3 separate regions of the Mus musculus genome follow, and regions 1 and 2 are each linked to region 3. Evidence: chromatin contacts called from public ChIA-PET and Hi-C data. All regions are on one chromosome and are shown on one strand. The core of a region is the stretch at or near the end of the contact, and the rest is flanking DNA. Distances in the headings are between cores, read along the strand shown.

Region 1 (3,373 bases), core at 574-3,073, 610 kb before region 3:
TGGTACAATAGTGGCATGGCTTGTTCAGGGGGTAACCAACCACTCCTGGTTCTGTCTGAGGTCTGCTCCATGGTAGGGTGGTGCTGTAAATCTAGTCAAAAGCCTATCCCTGGCCAGGTCCAAAGTCATAGGTGAGCATTTACTGTTGATGCATTGCTAAGTGGGCATGTAATAGAATAGCTCTCTAAGTAGGGATGCTTATTTCTATAAACTAGCACTGCTCTCAGCCTAGACCAGGGAAGCTTGATTTTACAGAGGGTGACAGTCAGTGAAGAGACAATGCTAGAAAACTACATCATAGTAAACTGGATTCTTGTATCCAGTCCTTCCCTGTGCTCTGCCTCTGCTAACAGAGACTTTCACCTAAGTACTAGGTACTTATGAACTAGATGGTGGGTGTCACCCCTGGCAGGTGCTTGCTAAGATGGGCAGGTGGATGAACTACCTGAGAAAGACTTTACAGAGAAAAATGAGTCTGAGATGGGAAAGTAGCATGCATACACTATTAATTAATAGTTCTTATATAATTAATTATGAATTAACGATGGACTTTTATAATTCCAATCAATAAATATAATCCACTCTCCTTTTATTTTTTTGATCAAAATTTTATTTACTTACTTAGTCCACAGCCCATATTCAAGTCAAATCAGGACACAGTGTTAAATACAGCTTCTATAAAAACATTCTTCTCAGGGCTTTGAGAACAGCTTATCAGGAAAAGTACTTTCCATGCAAGCGTGAGAACCAGAGTTTGTATCTCTAGAACCCATGAAAAACTTAGTCAGGCATGGCAGACTTTCTATAATTGAGCCACCTGGAAGTTAGAGACAGAGGCCTAGCAGGATGGCTAGAAAGATTTATAAAAACAATGTGCTCCAGGTGCAGTGAAAGACTTAGCTTCATAACAAAGAAGATATTTGATGTTAACCTTGGGCTTCCACATACATGCATACAAACATGTATTTAATAGCCCATATTTGCATATATGCATGCACATATACATGCATGCACAGCACACACACATACAAATGGTGAAACTAACTAACTAAATAAATGAAATTCTTCTCTTATTATTTACAAAACAGCCAAGAATAAATTAACAATCAAATTTTAATATATTAAAAAGGGTGGTCTTTCAAAGGTTTATGTGGTGTTTCAGGTCTTAGTTTCAGAACTAAGAAATTACTTTTACAAGATTCTAATGTCAAAAAAAAAGTGGTATTATAATAAATACCTGGATGTTGGTTTTTGATGAGATTTAATCCACTCTCCTTTAAGTAGCTTTAGCTAGGGTATTTTATCACATCAATAGGTACACATCAAAAGGAAGACAGTGATAATGACACTGGTAATTCTTACAGTTTCCCATTGACTTCTGGTACTCTTGTGCTTGCACATGCTCGCAGAAGCACTCTTTCATAGAAGTTGCTTTAGGATCTCTGTCAGATAGTTCTGATCCCACCGTCCTATCACCTCTGCTATCTGCTGATGCTCCTCCTGCGAAAGGGGCATAAATGACTCATTCTTTCTCTTCACTTGAAAAGCTGGGGGAGGGGGAGGGCACTGATGTTATCGCCACGGGGCTCTGGTGAAGGTCTCGACTTCCCACTCAGCCTTTTTGCTATGAACCATCGTGGTGATCCACACTTCCCACACGGTCTCCAGTGGCACCTTGCAAGGGCAAAGGGGCTTCATGCTGCTTGGAATATGGAAGACGCTTCCCATTCAGCTTCCTTTTCACAGAGGGTTAGGGTGACGCCTGGTAGCCGTGAGTCTGGGCTCCCCACTCAGAGCCTTTGCTGGTGTGGGTAGCAACTAGACCACAGCTTCTTGATGGCATTTGGCAGAAGTGGTGTGACTGCGGTTCCTTTGTCTTTCTAGGCTGTCTTCTCCTGGTCCTGTGGCTGTGGGGAAGCAGTCTTTCGTGAGCTATCTTTGTGTTCTAATTTCATTTCTGTGGCTGTCATAAAATACCCTGACACCCCCGCCCCCCCCCAAAAAAAGGTAACTTAAGTGAGACTTTATTTGACTTGAAATCCCAACTAACAGTCCAGTCTATCACTGCAGAGAAATCAAGGTAGGAACTCAAGGCAGCTGGTCTTGCCATATCTAAGAGCAGAGAGAAAATAAATGCATGCTTGCTCAATTGCTTTCTAGTGCTCAGCTTGATTTATCCATTCTTATACAGTTCAGAACTCCCTGCCTAGGGAATGGCACTACCCACAGTGGTCGGGGTCTCCCCACATCAATTAACCTAAGACAGCCCTTCGCCAACAAGCCCACAGGCAAAAGTAGTGCAGACAATCCTTTTGTTGAACTCTCAGCCCAGGTGATTCTAGGTTGTGTCAAGTTTGACTGTTAAGCTAACCACTGTAGTGTCCATTGGTGCCTCCAGGTTGCTAGCTTCTCCAGCTCCAGATCTGGGTCATGGAAGGTGAAAAGTGAACTCAGAACTTCTTCTTGTTCTGTGACTTGGGTTCTAAGTTAAGTGTTGTGTGCTTTTCAACTAACAGTGATAGATTCCACCCACGGACACAATGAATTTTACAAACATGACAAAGATCCAAAAACAATAAAGCCATCACTGAAGGGGCTGTATACTACATACCAGCCACCAGTTATAGCAGTTTTACAACCGACTGGCTCCTGTGAGCTAATCTGGCCTTAAGAACTCCCATTATAATGAGATAAGCATCTGAATCTGTTACTCAACGTAGCTACTATTTCCACACCAACTGATTTCTACCAAGAAATCTCCCCTTGCGAGTTATTAAAGGAGCACACCCGGTGAATTCAGAAAGGACACAATTGCCACATTTGAGTCACAGGGAGGTGGGTGGAGGCAGGAGGAGTGATTCTGTAAAAATGGCTGGAATAGGTGGGAGAAGGTAGGAGTTGCTGAAAAGGTGAAAGAGAAGAACTGTCAGATCTAAGAATCCTCTGCCTACTAGGGGGAGATGGCCCGGGTAATGGTTTCAAGGTGGTGGGACACAGAGGAACAAGGGCAAGAGGATGCTATGGGAGGATAGAAAAGTGCGATAGAGATGTGAGAGGTGGCGTCTCAGCTGATTGTGGGGGACTATGGGGTGGAGAGACCAGCATGCACAGACACCAATGCTACCAGAGGAGGACGTGCACTGTGCCTGCCAGAAGCCTCAGCTGGCTGTACGGATGGATAAAAGATGTGATGTCATGAAGTGATTGAAAATAACCGTGAGAGGGTTTTAAAGACAAAATGACCCCTCCCCCTTTTTGAGTGAAAATGCTCTTTAGGTTTTGTTCTGTAAAACAATAAGGCAGGACTAGGGGATTTAAAACCTACATGGGAACATATCTCTGGGAAGGTGTTTTCAGCAAGGCTTAACTGAGG
Region 2 (3,498 bases), core at 992-3,491, 550 kb before region 3:
CTGGCTCACTTGCACCTATGCCTCCAGGGCCAGCTCTACTCTCAAGGCACAGGGCCCTCTTCTCCAAGTGCTGCAAGAGGCTGGACCAGCTCTCCTGCTCTCACACCCTTGGGGCTGGCTTGCCTGTGCCTTTTCCATCCGGGTCAGATCCAATGTGTTGCCCAGTCAATATATATAGTCAATGGCTACAGCCATTATAGGGGCAAGGGTAGCTCTCCCACTCTCATGTCCTCGGTGCTAACTCAGGTGGTGAGGGGTGACTTGGGGTGGGCATCACCCTTGAACCCACACCACCTCAGGGCAGACAAATGAAGGGCCAGCTCTTCTGTGCTCTCACCCTCTGGCTTATCTCCATCCCCTCCACCATGGCCAGCTCTACCATGTTGCCCAAGGGAGATGCAGGGCCCGCTCTCCCAAGTCCTGCAGCTGGTGAGGGACAGGGCCAGCTCACCCAGTCTCATGACCCCAGGGCCAGGTCTCTGAACTGCGGCAAGTGACGAGGGATTCATTTTGTTTTGTTTTTACATTAGTTTGGCATGGTATCTACAATTGGTAGGTTCATGCCTGGTTGGATGCTTCATCATTCTCTCTACCAAGCTCTTCTCTGGAGAGAATCACAGTCTATGTGTATCTCAGTAGCTTGAAGATTAGGGGAAGCTCCCTGGGTCTGGTCATATGTGTGACTGAGCCCATAGGTCTCTGAAGAATTCTCTGTGGACAAGATGGCCCTGTCCACCCTGCCCATGGGCCAAACAGGGTACCTTGGCAGAATATTTAAAGCTGAGATCCAACCTGTACTCAATTCCAGTATTTACCTGCATTTGCAACCATGACGTTGTGTAAGAGGAGCACTGGCCTTGTCTGCTTGCAGGCCTCAGGTGACTCTAGACTGACAAGGGTCGGCTCTATCTCCTGGATCAGGAGAACAAGAGAGCCGAGAATAAGACAAAAGACACTCAACCCGCCTCTCTTAGTGCTGTGAGTGCAGATGACCCCTGGAGTTGAAGGCAGGCTACTAATCAATTCCCAGCATTCACTAAGACACTCTATTTGGCCCAAGGGCAGACTGGACAGGACCATCTGGGTAGACCTGGCTGCCTGTTCATGATGTTGTTGGCAACTGTTTGGAATTCGTTTTGTAGGTAAGTGGAACAATGTAGTTATCACAGGAGCTGGGGGTCTATCTTTATAAAAGAACTCTGCAGCAGAACCTCTTTGTACAATGAGGAGCCATCTTTCCTAAACAGACAGCTACCCTGATAGAACTGTATATGTATCATTTCTATATGAACAAACACATCACCTGGAGAGACACCCACATCCACACAAGTACACCTTAGCTTAGCAGTGGATTCATGCATGTAGAACAATCCATCAAGGTTGCTCTAGGCTGCCCTTGCAGAAATACTGGTTCCTCTAATCTTAACCTCTCTTGAGGCCTCTGCTTTCCGCAAGGGAGCAAAAGAAGAGATGGATAACCTGGCCTGCTTCTCTGCAGCCTTCCCCACAACACTTCTCATCCCCAACAAGTGGACCCAAGGCCACAGCACGCTATAGGGGGCCTGGGCTGCACAGTTTTTTTTTTAAGATTTATTTACTTATTATATGTAAGGACACTGTAGCTGTCTTCAGACACTCCAGAAGAAGGAGTCAGATCTCATTACAGATGGTTGTGAGCCACCATGTGGTTGCTTGGATTTGAACTCGGGACCTTCGGAAGAGCAGTCGGGTGCTCTTACCCACTGAACCATCTCACTGGGCTGCACAGTTTTGACTGTGATTCCATATCATGAAGATGGCATGCTACATTTTGGGCAACAGGTCCTCCCGCCCCCTCCCGACATCATGTGTTCTTCTGCATGGATTTGAAAGCAAATCTCCGCTGAGATGTCCAAACTTGTGTGTGGAAGTTCAAATGACTGATTGTATCTTCGGCTTAGAGAATGGATGGGGGTGGGGGCTGGGGGAATTTATTCACATTTTGCCAGGTGTAGGAAGGAGAAATGACAGTCCTCAGGGGCTTCCTGTGCTGGGTACAGTGGGGTTGATTTTACTCTTAGAAAACCAAGCCAGAAAGACATTAAGTGCACAGAGGCAGCTTTGTGGCCTGTTATCCAGAGAGACAGGATCAGGCCAAGGATGGCGTGGCCTCCACTAGCCACCTGCTCATCTCTCTGACCAGTTCCGGAATCTGAGGGTTCTAAAGCTTTTACAGATCTGGGCTGAGGCCGGAACCGCCTCTGAGCATTTTGTAATTTCCCTCAATTTCACAACTTCCCTGGTAAGTGTTCCTTCTCCAAACTCAGATATACCAAGTTCTTAGAAAATGAAGAATAGATGACTGAGCCCCTCCCGCCACCTTTGTCCTGAGTTCAACTGCCATGTTCAAAGGCTGGAAGGGTCTGGTGTGGAAGGAAGAACTCAGCCCTGAGTTCCCACAAACTGAGGATCTTTTCTTAGATCCTCCCCTACGTAGTTTCTGAACTTGAACAAGTATTACAGGCCCACCTATACATGGGGCAGAATGTATTGCCAAGATGCTGTGTGGGCTCCAGATCTGGGCCTAGGGTTTTTCTCACTGGTGGCCAGTGATGGCTGCCGAGGAGCTCACTTGAGGTGTTTAGGAACCATCATTAAAAATAAGGCTAGAAAAAAAAAATTTTTTTAATTAAATTAAATTAAAGTTACAACCAGCTCTAAATGTTTTGAGTCTGAAGGCTTGACCCAAGGTCTTGCCATCTCATTTCAAAGCCTTCTCTGGGGCCCTTGAGTTGCTCACTGCTTAAGCATTGTGTCTGACTCTCCTCCGCTGCTGAACTCATCCGGTGACTGACAGCTCTACAAGCCTCATACTAAAACCTCACCTCCTCCTTTAACTGCCAAACCTCTTTTACTGCAGACTTTAGAGTAGAAGCCACTCTGTTCTCTGTGTTGTTTTGTCACATCGGTGCCAAATCTTTGAAAGCTTTAAAGGCCTGGACAGAATTCTGGGATCTGCCTCTGGGTTCACACACACAAATTCTGCCAAGGCCAAGGATCTTGGCAGGAAGGAATCCCTCTCGTCTCTGGGCTTGTTCATGATCGATTATGTATGCCACGGCCTTGCTTGTCACATTTTACATGCCTCTGAGGCCTCAGTGGGTCCTCCATGAACTAACCCTCTTATCCCCACCGCAACACACAATAACTCACAGTTAGAGGGTCCAGATGGGAGGAGCGGGGCGAGCTGGGGACCATGAAGAACACTATTGACAGGACAGAGACTGGTGCCCCACACCAGCTGGTCCCACTTGGAATACTTTTTTCTACTCTGCTGTAGCTACTCACATAAAACGAATGGATTTGCTCTTACCCCCAAGTTCTCTAGGTGGGTTTTAGCTGCAGAGATGGAAATTTACACTCTCCGAGGGAGAGAAACTGTGAGATTGTAAAATGTCATTGCAGTGTTGGGTCCCGAGGTCAACCGTGTTCATTCACTGCAGTCGTGGGAACATTCTC
Region 3 (3,213 bases), core at 155-2,654:
TTTGTGGTGTCTGACTAAAAAGGCCCAGGGAATTTTTAAATATCTATAATGAGAGATAAACCTTTTTTGACCTATTAAAGTTTATTGTAGACTAGGCATAGAAAATTATTACAAGCCGGGCAGTGGTGGCGCATGCCTTTAGTCCCAGCACTTGGGAGGCAGAGGCAGGTGGATTTCTGAGTTCAAGGCCAGCCTGGTCTACAAAGTGAGTTCCAGGACAGCCAGGGCTACACAGAGAAACCCTGTCTTGAAAAACAAATAAACAAACAAACAGAAAAAAAGAAAGAAAATTATTACAGTGGATTGAGTTTTTTAAAATTCCTCTGGACACCTTCCATAAATGTTTGCCATAAATGGCTCCTTTCCCCATAAAAGAACATCTGTATGAAGAAGCCTCGGGCCTCAGCCCTTCATTAGCCCTCCTGGCACACAGATGCTTGGGACCACGGAAAGGTACTACTCTTAGAAAAAGCCAGCAGCCTACTATAGAGCCACTAGATGGGGTGGAGGCCTAGATTCTGGCCCTGCCACTAGCCAGCTGACATCTGACAAATTCCAGTTTGGGTAGAATCTCTATGACTTTCAATGTAGACAATTTTTAAATCTTTGGTTAAGCTCAGTTAATCAAAGCAAACATGACTGTATACCACACAGTGATCCAGGAGCAGCTGTGGCTAGGGCTTATGCAAGACACTCAAAGACTTATCACCTGAAAACTACCCTGCCTGCACGGTAAGAACTGGACCCTAGTGAACTGTGAGCCCTGACAAACCCTGGACAAACTGCTATGTTGTTTTAGATCACAACATTTCTCAACTAAATACAAGACTCATGAGAATATCCACCTTACAGGACTGCCGAGATGAACTGTGATTGCTCATAGCATGCTTCAAATGCTGTCCCTTAACAGGAAGCTCTCAACAAAAGCCAGCCACAGTTGTGGCTTTTCTCTTTCAATCCCTTTCTCTGTGAATCTACTAAAGCAAGGGACAGAAACATGACAGAGTGAAATGTGAAGAAAAGGGACAGTCCCCTTCACAGGGACCATCTTACATGGAAATGGCTTCAGGCAGAAACACTGAGGAAAACCTGCCAGCCATCGGTTGTCATTGTCCAACCTTCCAGGTGGCACAGACGATGATTCCCAGTGACAGGTGACAGTCTCCATGAAACAATGCAGCTCCCTACAGCTGTAGCCCAGATACCCTCTGTCCCAAGTAAGTGGGCCACAGAGCTGAGGAAGGCCAGCTTCCTTCCTAGCAGGACCCAAGCAAGGAACATCTGAAAAACAGTCCACAGCCATGTGTCCCAGTCCCCATGGCTGCCGTGGCTGTACCTGGAGCCTCAGAAGGCTGGGTTCCCAGAGGCCTGTTTGGCCTCTGATGACTCACTGACAAGCAGTGCTGATCCTTGAACTGCTGGCACAGTCACAGCAGCTAAAGTTCCCTATGCCACATCAAACAGGGAGGAACGCCCAAGGACTTCCCTCTCCTTCAGCACTGAAAAACTCCACTCCTACCACAGGCGCTGAGAGTGTCCATCTATCTGTAAGCACGACCTAGCTGTGTGACTCAAGAAAGATGGGCTGCATGCCAACTCTAGGTCACTCTGCCAGGGATCAAGAGGCCTTACTCGGAAATATTTCTATAAAAGAGGGGGTGGGGCGCAGCTGAGCGACCGAGTTTGTATTCTTCATGTAGGAATTCTTAGATTCAATCCCAACCATGGAGAGCAGTGGGGCTTAGTATAGAACACAATCTCCGAGGTCCCTTCCAACCCACAATACCCTAGGGCTTTCCTTCTATAAGGTGCTAGCCCTGGATCCCGACCACCACCTGCCCCTGTCCCCTTGCCAGGGTAACCCTGGATGCTCCCTTTCAATGGTCTAGTTTCTTTGGTACACTCTGAGTCTCTGTGGGGTATGCACCAGGTCATCTCTATCATCATCGCAGTGCTGAAAGGGAACAAATTGGGCCCATATAAAAGGAACTGCGCTCAAAACGGTAGTTCTTCCACACACTTTCAACACACAAGCTTATCTCTAGCTGTACTGAGCTCTGGCTCCTCACTTTGGAGGAAAGTGCGGCAGATTAATCTTTTAAAAGATAAATATTGCGGTATATATGTCTTTAATCCCAGTAACTGGCCTGAAGAGGCAGGGATATCTCTCTGAGTTAGAGGCCAACCTGGTCTATAAGGGGAGTTCAAAGCCAGGCAGAGATACATTGCAAGACCCTGACTCAAAATAAAGATAAATGTTTACGTTTCTGTTGTAAAAACATAAGCAATTGCCATAGAGTCAACACGACAATGTGTAAGCATTTTTATACCCATCCAAAGTGATACAACGGGCTTTGGTTTTGTTGGGTTCATTTGATTTTAGGAGACATTTATGAGTCAAATTATGCCCTGGAGTCATCAAAATAACCATAGCTTATTTACAAGCTTGATCTTGAGCCCAGCAATCACACAGCTGAGGCTCCCCCACTCTCACAGTGACCATTGCCCTTTTAAAGTCAGCACTTGTGGTTGATAAGAAGCCGAATAAACCGCTGACAACGGCAAAATTCCAGCCACTTCTGACACCCAAAGCAAAGCAAATAAGCAGTCAGGAAACAATCCGCAAATTGGTCTTTGCTGCCCTCTGGTGGTTGGTCCTGGGAAGGTTCCACGCCATAGTTGACACAGATGTACCCTTACCCCAATCTCCCATCCCAGGACCATCTACGCTAAAACCATCATCCCACCAGAATTCTCACCCACAGAGCAAGTCCTGGTATTCTGCTCTCTTCTCCCTCTCCCCCTACCATTCTCTTCTCTCTCTCTCTCTCTCTCTCTCTCTCTCTCTCTCTCTCTCTCTCTCGGAAAAGGAATAATACAGCCCAAGCAGCTTAATGTTCACTGAGACCGTGCTTTCTCTAAAAAGACAACTAATGAGAGATGAGCCACGAATTTCAACTCTCCCACGCTGCTCTCTGAGAACAGATGAATGGTGAGCTCACTTGACACGTGTTAAAAGAGTATGCATCTGTTGAATTTCTCTCTAGTTTTAGCAAAACACACACCATGCATGTTTAGGACACTGACATAGGAACCCACTACCTCTCTTAGCTCTGCCCTCTATTAGGCCAAGTTACATGAACATTAGCAAAGGCTTTCAACTCTAGCCATGCCCATTCAGTACAGCTCCCACCCTGAGCCTTCCTGCAAGAT

What was found. A called contact is a pair of places that touch in the nucleus more often than the background predicts. ChIA-PET counts read pairs in DNA pulled down with a chosen protein or histone mark.
Region 1: a contact with region 3 is called in an RNA polymerase II ChIA-PET map of memory CD8 T cells, with 12 read pairs. The contact joins two enhancer-like sites. A contact is called at or near these places in 12 of 39 promoter capture datasets (the C10 cell line, the HPC-7 cell line, cranial neural crest and 8 more), 3 of 484 Hi-C or Micro-C datasets (the HL-1 cell line, LSK cells and bone marrow-derived macrophages), 2 of 115 datasets of contacts at active chromatin or transcription factors (CD8 T cells and memory CD8 T cells) and 1 of 9 other capture datasets (embryonic stem cells).
Region 2: a Hi-C map of bone marrow-derived macrophages shows a contact between it and region 3, with 20 read pairs. The contact joins two enhancer-like sites. A contact is called at or near these places in 11 of 39 promoter capture datasets (the C10 cell line, the HPC-7 cell line, cranial neural crest and 8 more), 1 of 484 Hi-C or Micro-C datasets (bone marrow-derived macrophages), 2 of 115 datasets of contacts at active chromatin or transcription factors (CD8 T cells and bone marrow-derived macrophages) and 1 of 9 other capture datasets (embryonic stem cells).

The regions. Positions count from the first base shown.
Region 1 is chr2:128,498,216-128,501,588 of GRCm38.p6, reverse strand. The region is part of intron 2 of Gm39928 (a long non-coding RNA gene); the gene reads left to right. Among named protein-coding and RNA genes, the nearest start is that of Gm39927, 22 kb to the left of the region's middle. Within about 2 kb of position 1,823, at least 46 of the 459 cell types and tissues checked have an H3K27ac peak or open chromatin away from gene starts, as enhancers often do. A contact at or near this core is called in CD8 T cells and memory CD8 T cells, where this site is marked.
Region 2 is chr2:128,444,359-128,447,856 of GRCm38.p6, reverse strand. The region is part of intron 1 of Gm36154 (a long non-coding RNA gene); the gene reads left to right. The region is part of intron 3 of Gm29010 (a long non-coding RNA gene); the gene reads right to left. Among named protein-coding and RNA genes, the nearest start is that of Gm29010, 12 kb to the right of the region's middle. Within about 2 kb of position 2,241, at least 53 of the 459 cell types and tissues checked have an H3K27ac peak or open chromatin away from gene starts, as enhancers often do. A contact at or near this core is called in bone marrow-derived macrophages, where this site is marked.
Region 3 is chr2:127,889,017-127,892,229 of GRCm38.p6, reverse strand. The region is part of intron 8 of Acoxl (acyl-Coenzyme A oxidase-like); the gene reads right to left. Among named protein-coding and RNA genes, the nearest start is that of Acoxl, 36 kb to the right of the region's middle. Within about 2 kb of position 1,404, at least 43 of the 459 cell types and tissues checked have an H3K27ac peak or open chromatin away from gene starts, as enhancers often do. A contact at or near this core is called in CD8 T cells, bone marrow-derived macrophages and memory CD8 T cells, where this site is marked.